2 separate regions of the Rattus norvegicus genome follow, and region 2 is linked to region 1. A link is a contact called in public Hi-C data. All regions are on one chromosome and are shown on one strand. The core of a region is the stretch at or near the end of the contact, and the rest is flanking DNA. Distances in the headings are between cores, read along the strand shown. Region 1 holds the start of Rab8b (RAB8B, member RAS oncogene family). Region 2 overlaps Rab8b (RAB8B, member RAS oncogene family).

What was found. A called contact is a pair of places that touch in the nucleus more often than the background predicts.
Region 2: a Hi-C map of Schwann cells shows a contact between it and region 1, with 1.5 times the contacts expected there. The contact joins the enhancer-like site here to the promoter of Rab8b in region 1. A contact is called at or near these places in 2 of 12 Hi-C or Micro-C datasets (Schwann cells and frontal cortex) and 1 of 1 datasets of contacts at active chromatin or transcription factors (oligodendrocytes).

Annotation. Positions count from the first base shown.
Region 1 is chr8:76,414,656-76,419,656 of GRCr8, reverse strand. Rab8b (RAB8B, member RAS oncogene family) reads left to right here and starts at 2,109. Exons shown (of 8, transcript NM_153317.3): 1 at 2,109-2,253. The coding sequence starts at 2,130.
Region 2 is chr8:76,357,900-76,362,900 of GRCr8, reverse strand. Rab8b (RAB8B, member RAS oncogene family) reads left to right here. Exons shown (of 8, transcript NM_153317.3): 2 at 3,235-3,295. Among named protein-coding and RNA genes, the nearest start is that of Aph1b, 29 kb to the right of the region's middle. Within about 2 kb of position 3,045, at least 27 of the 93 cell types and tissues checked have an H3K27ac peak or open chromatin away from gene starts, as enhancers often do. A contact at or near this core is called in Schwann cells, where this site is marked.

The DNA of each region.
Region 1 (5,001 bases), core at 860-3,359:
CCATGAATGATGACCAAGGTATGGAACTGAGCCACCAACAATTGTTCAGACCCTGGGTGAACCTAGGCATGCTTCAAAGCTCAGGTTGGCCAAAGAAGCTTGGTCTATGCCAGAAGGGATTCCTTCTCCAAAGGAAGCTAAGTCCCTCCTCAGAACCATGACTTCGAAGGCAGCTTTGACCTAAGGCACACTCTAGACTTTAGATATTAAGTTAGCAGAAGTGGCTGCTGCCCTCTGGGTATTGTGTGATCAGTAAGTGTGAGCTAATGATGTCTTTCATCTTCTCTCCACATAGAAAGTGATGGTCAATATTAGGACCAACTAACTTTTCTGCTACAATGGGATCAGATGAGCAACATCACTGATATTGTACACGAAGTCACAGGCATTCAACATACTTCTTAGAAGAGTTTGTCACTGTGTACAATTAGCTGTTCAGTTTTTTTCCTATTATTCGAATGGTTAACTCCACTGCTTCCTGTAATAACTTCTGCTAGAAGGAGTTTCCTTGTTTCTAAGGTAAGTTCTGTCCTAGGAGGTTCTCAGATAGTTTGGTGTCAAGCAGGGCCCCTGTAATCCTCTTAAAAATTGAGGAGTCCAAAGAACTTTTGTTGGTTCGTGCGTGCGTGCGTGCGTGCGTGCGTGCGTGTGTGTGTGTGTGTGTGTGTGTGTGTGTGAGTGTGTGTGTGTGTGTGTTGGGGCTGTTGGTACTTCTTAACATATTTTAAATTAAAATTGAAAGTGAAGCAGAGATGAGACAGCCTTCTGACCTTCTGATAAGGTAAAGCTCCTGGTGCCTTTAGCCACTCCTTCCTTTAGCCACTCCTTCCTTTAGCCACTCCTTCCTTTAGCCACTCCTTCCACATGATCTGGACAGTAAACCCTTCTCTCACCTTGATCTGACTGGGTTTCTGCCACTTCCAGATAAAAGAGCATTGAACAATAAAGAATTAGTCTAGGGTAATAAATAATGAAGGCCTGAATTGAATACATCAAAGTGCTATTTTCTCCCCTCCTTTTGCCACCCATTAATTGAAAGCCTCCCGAGGAGCGATAAATTTAAACACAACTAACACCTACACTTCACAGCACCTTAGGAGTTTCAAAGTGCTTTCACACTCAGTATTTAATTTTCACTACAACCTATGAAGTAGTTTATTTTACATTCGTTTTACAGATGAGAAAACTAGATGTGTCAAGCCTGTGAGACTTCACACAGCTGTGAAGTGGCTTAGCTAAGACTAAATCCAAATCTAAATCTTTACATCTCTATGGCCAAAGTTCCCATCTCAGGTGACGCTATTTTATAAGCTGTAATAGCTGTACATAGTACAAGCCTTCCACATTCTCTTTCTCGTTTTTTTTTTGTTTTTTTTTTTTTTTTTTTTTTTTTTTTTTATTAAAGAATACATTCTCTTGCGGGCGCTATCTATGAAGCAGAGCCTCAAACACGATCATCGCCCTTGGCTGTGGCCTGTAGTTCAGAAGGCATGAGTGAGAATGAAATTAGCCCGCTAATATCACTCCTTGAGCTTTATGATTGAAGGGCTGTGGGAGGGAGCCTAGGAAATGGGCAGGAACTGGAGAAGCTGGGTAATACTTTGCAGATAATCCGCAGACTCCGTGAACCATTGCATCTCTAAAGAAAGCTTGCTTGCTCCGGGCTCAGGCGGGTAGACAGAAGAGCGAACGGCGGGACTTAGATTCCAAGGTCTTGGATTTGAAAGATGTCCACAAACAAAGAAACAGCAAAGTCAAGTTTCCGTGGCAAGAGTTTGAAATGAAGCGTCTTTCCCCTGTAAGGGTGGAAACTCCTATCGCACCATTCCACACCACTCAGATTTGTAATCCAGTGGGGGTTGTTCGGACAGTTCGGGCCAGGCACGCCCGCGGCTCTCCCAGCGTACTACAAATCCCATAAAGCCGCGCGCCGCGGAGGGTGATGACAAGGCGCGGGCAGATTGGCTGGAATGGGGAGGGGCGAGCCTGTCGCCCCCAAAAGGGGCGGGGCGAGAGGCGGGGCGGGGAGCGGGTGGCTTGGCGGACACGCCCCCTCGCCAGAGGCCCCCTCCGTGCCGCTTTCCACCGCCTCCTTGCTCTGGGCGGTCAGAGAGGGCCGGAGCGAGAAGATGGCGAAGACGTACGATTATCTGTTCAAGCTGCTGCTCATCGGCGACTCCGGCGTTGGCAAGACCTGCCTCCTGTTCCGCTTCTCAGAGGACGCCTTCAACACCACCTTTATCTCCACCATCGGTGAGGGAGCGGTCGCGGCCCGGGACGGGAACTGAGACGCAGGGGGCGGGTGCCTGGGGGCCTGGGAGAGGGCACGCGAGGGCTTGGCTCCCGGAGAAGGGGACCCCGAGGGGCGGTCGAGAAGGCAGGGCGAGCCGGTGAGGCTGAGAGGTACGGGTGGGGACGCGGAACTGCGGATGGACGAAAGGGAACCGGAGCAATTGGAAACCAGGGGTATTGGGGACACGAGGGGGCTCCGGGGCGGCGACGGAGGCGTCCCAGAGGGACAGAGTCGGGGGAACACAGGAAATAGTATGGAAAGAGAGAAGGAGGGGAGAGTGGATACGAACGCGGATTAGAAAGACAGGAAAGAGGAAGGAAATGTGAAGAGGGAAATGAAGGGTTGAGGACTTACGAGGGGCTTCAAATGAAGTAAAGGGACAGAGGACACTAGGGACAAGAGAAGTGAGACTAGGAGGCGGTCAGCAGGGAATTGAAGGGAATGAATGAATGGTCAGGAGGCAAGAGATGAAGCGGCATTGTCTATAAAGGTGTGAACAGAGATGCCAAGAGAAAATGCAGAAGAAAATTGTTGGTGGGAGAAGGGCTCAGGAGGACCCGAGGGCGACATGAGTCTACTTGATGGAGAAAGTGAAGGAGAGCTGAGTGCTAACTAGAAAGGAGAAGGGGAAGCAGCGGATGTAGTGCAGGGGTTGAGAGATCTGAGAGGAAATGGAAAACGCGGGGCTCAGGGCTTTCCCTAGAAACTGGGAACACCGGTTTCCATTTTCTCTTGACATCTTTGAATCAAGAAGATTTTAAAAGTGACTAATGATGGAATAATGTCTACGGAGTGTTAAAATCTTTTGAGAGTTAAGAGGAATTAAAGGGGCTGGGGACTTTGGGGGATGATGTATATTGTTCACCGTTTTACTCCGTATCTTGGGAAGCAGCAGTAAGTTTCTTAACTTTCAAAATTCTTGAGCTTGTGTAGTTAGTAACGTCCAAGCCAAATGATTGACTATAAATTCCGCCTGCCTCCCTGTGTAGTTTCTTTCGATTCTGATTACTTTGTAGGTGAATCATAACATCCTGTATATTTCCCAATAACTTCTAATTGATTCAAGAAAAAAAAATTCCACTCTTCACTGTGAGCTTTCCTTTTTTTTTTTTTTTTTTTTTTTTTTTTTTTTTTGGTTCTTTTTTTCGGAGCTGGGGACCGAACCCAGGGCCTTGCACTTCCTAGGTAAGCGCTCTACCACTGAGCTAAATCCCCAGCCCCGAGCTTTCCTTTTTATATCTGTAGTAAGACATTGTGTGCAGGTAAACAGGATCTTTAAGTTGTAAACTGAAAAGGACGTCAAAACTGATTTTAAACTTTCAGGAGAATGATGACCTTAACATTATTTCCTTTGTTTAAATAGCTTCAGTCAGGTGCCCCATTCATCAGCTTTTTGATTGTCTAGGTAATCTTTCTGGCTTCTAATACTAGCTTATTTAAAGCATTTTTTCAAGTGGCTTTCCAGGCGATCCACAAGTAGTGGGGAACTAGTGTGTTGACACTAAATATGTTTAAGGGGCTGGGAAGTTGCCTGGGTGGTTAAGAGTATTTGCTGCTCTTACAGAGCACCCAGGTTTGGTTCATAGCACTCATCTGACACCTCATACTGCCTGTAATTCTAATTGAATCCAACACCCTCTTCTGGCCTCCATGGGGACTAGACATTTATATGGCGCACATACATTTGTGCAGGGAAAAAAAACACTTAAATACTTGAATTAAAAACAAAACAAAAATCTATGTTTAAATATTTGTGACATTTTAAAATAGGTAACATTTTAAGAGTAGGTATAGCGCACTTTGCAGGGTTCAGTATTGGTAAAGACTCTCCATAGTTTATTCTGATTGTTCTGCTACAGACTGAATGGAAATCTGGGTGTTGTGATGTCTGGGCTTAAGGAAGTTTGAGTTGCAAGTTCTTGGCAGTTAGTCTTGAGTGGGACTTTTCTGAGGAAGCAGATTTTAAATGTCATCTCCCATCTCGAAAGTGTATTTGTAAGAGGCTTGATGGAAGCTGGTACAGCTACTAAGGGACATTCATTTTTGGTATCAGTTTCAAAACCCCAAATAACTCTTTTTCAGCGTTGAATGCATACTGCAGTACAGGTTGTAAAGGACACTTTCTAAGAAGTTAAGGGTGGGGGACAACATCGTCTGTTCCATGTGTGACCTTCTCAGAACTTTCCTGCCTCAAAACTGAGTAAATCTGGGGCAAGAGAGGTGGCTCAGCTAAAAGTACCTGCTGCTCTTCTAAAGGACCTACATTTAGTTCTCAGCACCCATAGCAGGTGCCCACACATATCTGTAGGCCTGTGACTCCAACCACAGGGCTCCTGACTCCTCTTCCAGCATCTTTGGGCAGCTGTACTCACAAGTACACATCTCCCACACAGGCGCACACACGGACACATAAACTCTTCTAAACGGAAAAAAATGAAAAGAAAGCGAATAAATCTCACTAACACAGTTTGTTAAATTCCTTGGATTCCTCTGCAGTAGATTTACTAGCTCCCTGCTCCCCCTCCCCCTCTATCCCATATTTCTTATAAGGACCTTTTAACACTATCTTGGCTAGAAGTTTAACTGAATTATATAGTAAATGCTTAACATGGATGAGGCTGTGGGTTTAATCCCTAGCTACCCCTGCCCTAGCATGTGTGTGTGTGTGTGTGTGTGTGTGTGTGTGTGTGTGTGTGTGTTACATTCCA
Region 2 (5,001 bases), core at 1,796-4,295, 58 kb after region 1:
CTTGTCAGTAATATTAATACCCTCCATTTCTAGTGAAAGGTCCTGACTGGGTTTCCCTGTTAGCTAATGAACTTTTACTCTGCAGTTAAAGCAATGTCAAATACACAGTCCTCCAGGAAGTTCTCCTCTGACCTCTGATTCTGTATGGAGATAGCTTGTTCTCACACATGTAAGGAGAGAAAGAAAAACAAGTTTTAAACAAACTACATTTAATGGTGTTTATGAGCACACAATTATTCATGAATCAGGTGCACGGCTACCACATGGCTGGATAACAGTTACAGATCAGGGGAAGTGAGAAGTTCATTTAACTACAACCTGACATTTGCCTTATTTTGAACCTGGTTTGACTAAAGCTTGGCTAATGGGATTGACTGAGACCGTTATTCCTAATAAAGCAAATCACCGAGTCATCGCAGTACTGAGTTAAGCTGCACTTTTCCATCTATTGGCGCTCCTGAGAATGGAGGTTTTCTCAAGCCACATTTGGTTGGAGTTAACATGGTCCAGCACATTTTACTGTCTTTCCATTTTGAAGCATACACCTCAGTGGTGGGTAACGTCTTCCTGATTTTGTGAGGTACTCAGCAGAATTTGCAGATCTGAAGTCCCACTTCTTACCCTCCAGTCCCCCTTGCCACTTCTACTAGTGGGTTTTATTTCTCTGATGTGGCTCTCTGAAAGAGCTGACTTACCAGTTAAGAACATATACTCTCCAAGAGGACTTGAGTTCTTTCCTTTCTTTTCTTTTGTTTTCTTTCTTCTTTTTTTGTCTTTTCTTCTTGTTATATTTGTTTGTTTGTTTGTTTTGAGACAGGGTCTCAGTACTTATAGTCCTGGTTCTCCTGGAACTCATTATGTAGACCAGGCTGGCCTTGAACTCATAGAGGTTCACCTGCCTCTGCCTCCCACATGTGGTAACTCCAGCTCCAGGGGATTTAACACCTCTGGCCACTGCACACACATACATCCCCCAACACAAATGCACATAATTAAAAATAATTAAAATTTTTGAATGTTAGTTTTAGGAAACTCTTATTGAATGCCTTCTGAATGCTAGGCATTGCTCTTTATGTGGGAGCCAGAAAAAGATAAAGGGTGGAAGAAGGATTTTTTGTTTTGTTTAATTTATTATGCATTTGAGCTTTATGTGTCACACACACACACACACACACACACACACACACACACACACACACCACAAACAGACCATGCCCATATATGGAAGTTAGCTTTAAGAATTAGTTCTTTCACTTTGGGTCCCAGATTGATCTCAGGTTGACAAGTGCTTTTCTACCAATGGAGTCACCTTGCCTGGTCAAGAGAGGATTTCTATGGGGTCTTTGTTATACTGGATTTGGGGGCGTTTTGAAAAGTCAAATGACAATAAAAACTGGTGTCTACACCTGAAACAAGTGAGGGCAGACAGGTGCTGTGGGACTCTAGCAGTACTGGTCATGCTACAGAACTAAGTTTTGCTCCTGCAAAGCCAATTACTGTAGAGGAAGAAACATGAGCCGTGGAACCTGGGAACACTGGTATCAGATTGTATTTGCTCACAGTCCAGGGCCATTAGTGACAGAAAGAGTGATTAAGAGGCTAGTTTGTTAGATCAGCTTGGGTGGGATTTTTGTGTGTTTCCAAATGCAGAGAGAGCTAAGAAGGCTCCCTCATGGAAAAGTACCACACAGAGAAGAGGGTGAAATCCAGTTGGTTTATGCATATGCATTACTGAAAGCTGGATCTGGGAACAGTCTTTTTGGGTGCTTTCCACCTCCCTGTGAAGAAGTATTATACATGGCTGCGTGATACCCCTTCACACTCCAAATGCTGCAGTTACTGTTCAAGACCATTTATAGGACATAGTTTATAAGTGCTCTTGAGAAGCATTAGAAACTGAGTTCAGTGTAAAAGGTAAAAGAGTGGGAAAAGCTAAATGCAGCTGAGTGGCCAGAGGAGGGGGATTTAGTGCATTGCTGCCCAGTTGTATTTATCTCTGATTGATACAGAAACCCTTCCTTATTCCTGGGATTGGGGTTATAGCGCAGTTGGAAGAGTACTTACCTATCTTATAGACCGTCCTCCGTTCCCCAGCACTGCATAAACTAGAGTGGTGGTGCATAGTGCAGTTCTGGCCCTTGGAAGGTAGAGGCAGAAAGGTCAAATCAGAATCATCTTCAGCCACACAGTGATCTGAAGCCAGCTTTAGCTAACGAGACGCTGTCTCAAAAGTAAAAAAAAAAATAAATAAACCCTGCTTCCCAGGCAAAGATAAAGCACACTGTTGAGACAAGGACTGTGTGCCCCTGTGTGGTAGAGTCCTGAGTAAGTTTGAACTGTCATGGCTTGCGGATAGATAGGTGAAGAGATGTCTAACTTTGGAATGACAACGTCCCAACTGGCTTTCCCTTCCCTGACAGCCTTTGGGCTTGCTGGGCTTTGGAGTCAGGTTCAGTCACCCAGGGGGCTTTGAAAATCGCCAGTTTAACCAGCTAACCAGACTGACCAGGTAAGTCAGTCTCAGGATTGGGGAAGAGGCAGGCCTAGTCAAGGGAGTTTTGTTGTTGTCGTCCTTGTCGTCGCGGTCTCTGGAATTCCGAAATGTGAGCCAGGCTAAAAACCATTATAGCCATTTCAGTTCCAGGCAGTAACCCCCAGGGAGCATTAATTAAGATGTATATGAAGTCCCTGCTAACTGTATAAAGTAGAATAGGCTTTCCTTCCCAAATGGGCAGAGGCGTTCCCTCCCTCCCTCCCTTCCTCCCTCCCTTCCCCCCTCCTCTCCCTCTCTCCCCCTTAAGTGTGCAGATTCTGACAAAATAAGTAACAGGAGGGGAAGAAAATTGTTTTAAAGAGTCTCTACAGTCTTTTGTAGGGAAGGTTGGGGCATGAGGACTGAAAATATTGTGTGTATGTATTTCAGGAAGGAGAAAATATGTTATGTTCTCGGTCCTTCTGAATTATGTAGCTCTGCAGGATGTGGTCCATTTGTGCCCAAATCATGAGGCCTGTAATCTTGCACTTCACATGTGTGGGAATGCGTTGCAGAGTGGTTAGCATTCCTCTCTCCAGCCTGTATTCAAAGGAAACATGCCATTCACACCCTCCGTGCGCTCACATTTTCCAGTGCGTTGGAGAGCTTTTTTTTTTTTCAATAGAAATCTTTGTTCCCTCCCTAATAAGACTTGGATTGAATTTAAGGAACTTAGCATATCCTTTTTTGTTTTCTGGCAGGAATTGATTTTAAAATCAGAACGATAGAACTCGACGGAAAGAAAATTAAACTTCAGATATGGTAAGTTAAAAAAAAATGAAGGCACATGGAATTTCTACTGGAATTGGCAGTGGGTTAAAATGTGACTCAAGATATTAGAGACATCGTCAGCCGCTCAAACCTTTCCTTTGGAAAACCAGAGGGGGAAGGAGGTCAAAGCCTGCCTGTTCCAAGCTCTGGACAAGAAGAAACTGATTCTCAAAAGCATGCACTTCTTCATTGTAGTTGCAGCTGTGACTCAGACACAGCAAAATGGCACAGACCCTGGGCTGAAAGTCAGGCCTGGCTTCTAGCCACAGCATTCTAAATGGAGGACTTTGCGGAAATGGCTTTCTGTCCATCACTAACACAGAACATGTGAGATGCTGCGTTTATAAAGAGAGATGCTTTGTTTGGCTCACAGGTGGACCTAGATTAGGTAGACATTGCTGGGTCTCTGATGAGGCACTGGATGGCAATGGCAGGGAATGCTTGACAGAGCACGGGGAAGGGCCTAGGGCTGTACAGTCCACTTGAAGAACATGCTCCCGGTGACCTAAGGACTTCCCACCAAGCCCAACCCCCAGAGACTCAACCCCCAATATCACCAGCTGATACATAACCAAGCCTTTTAGATGTGGCCTTCAGGGGAAGCTTCTCCAAACCCCGCACCTTCTTGGGCTCCTCCTTCCTCACTCACAGATTAGTTGGATTAATGAAATTGGAGGGCCTCTATAGCTCTGTATAAATTATACTTTATAATTTATCAAGTAGGGCCTATTTAATGGAGAAATAAGGAAAAAATAAGTACTGTGACTTAAAAAAAAAACATTTAAACACTTTTGATACCAAATGTATATGGGGTTCCCCCTCCATGCCTACCCCAAGCATGATTGGGGGAAAGCTACTAGTTTTAAATTTGCCATTAGAGTGTTCTATAACTTAACTCAATTCTGGCACTGTCCACCTAGACACAGCATCAGCTATCATAGGCCGAGGGCACAATCCCACAGACTGCCCTATACTGCGGATGCTACGCAAAAGCAGTAGGTTATCACCTGTTACTCACACCCCCTGTTCCGTCACAGAACTCGGAGAAACACACTCAGCCTTAAGGTTTTTTTTCTTATTATTTGTGTGCGCATGTGTATGCTGTTTCTAAGTCGGTAATGTATCTGAGTAAAGGAAATATGATTAATCCACTTAAAGGTGCTTGGTTTCTCTGTTCCTCCTCGTTGCTGAGCAAAAGGTAAGTTCCTCACATTTCTAGTGCTGATACGGAAGAGAATGACAGGCTATGGGTTTGGTGTGAGTCTCATCTTGGTGCTACAGCTGAGTGTGCACTGCTTGAGTCTCGTTCAAGGCTGAGATCTGTTTAGTGGCAGAGATCAGGCCATAGCTCTCCTGAACCTGCTGCAGGGTAAAGATGATAATATTACCCACTTCACTCTGGGTGAGGTCATCACAGCCACTCTGCTGTGGGGGGCAGCATGCTCAGAAGTATTTTATAAAGTAGATACAAATACTAAGATATTTGCTGCTTAATTGGCTGTATTCCCTTTGAACCTTTGTCCCTCAGTGGAGTTTACTATATATTAGATTTTTACTATATTTCCACAAACCTCTCTGTTCTTCCCAATTAAATTGCATAATTGAGTTTATCCTAGTATCACAGGAAGTGAATTAGTTCCGGCTATAAATGGCAAATTTAAAAGTAGTAGCTTTCCTCCAATTATCAAGGAAACGTG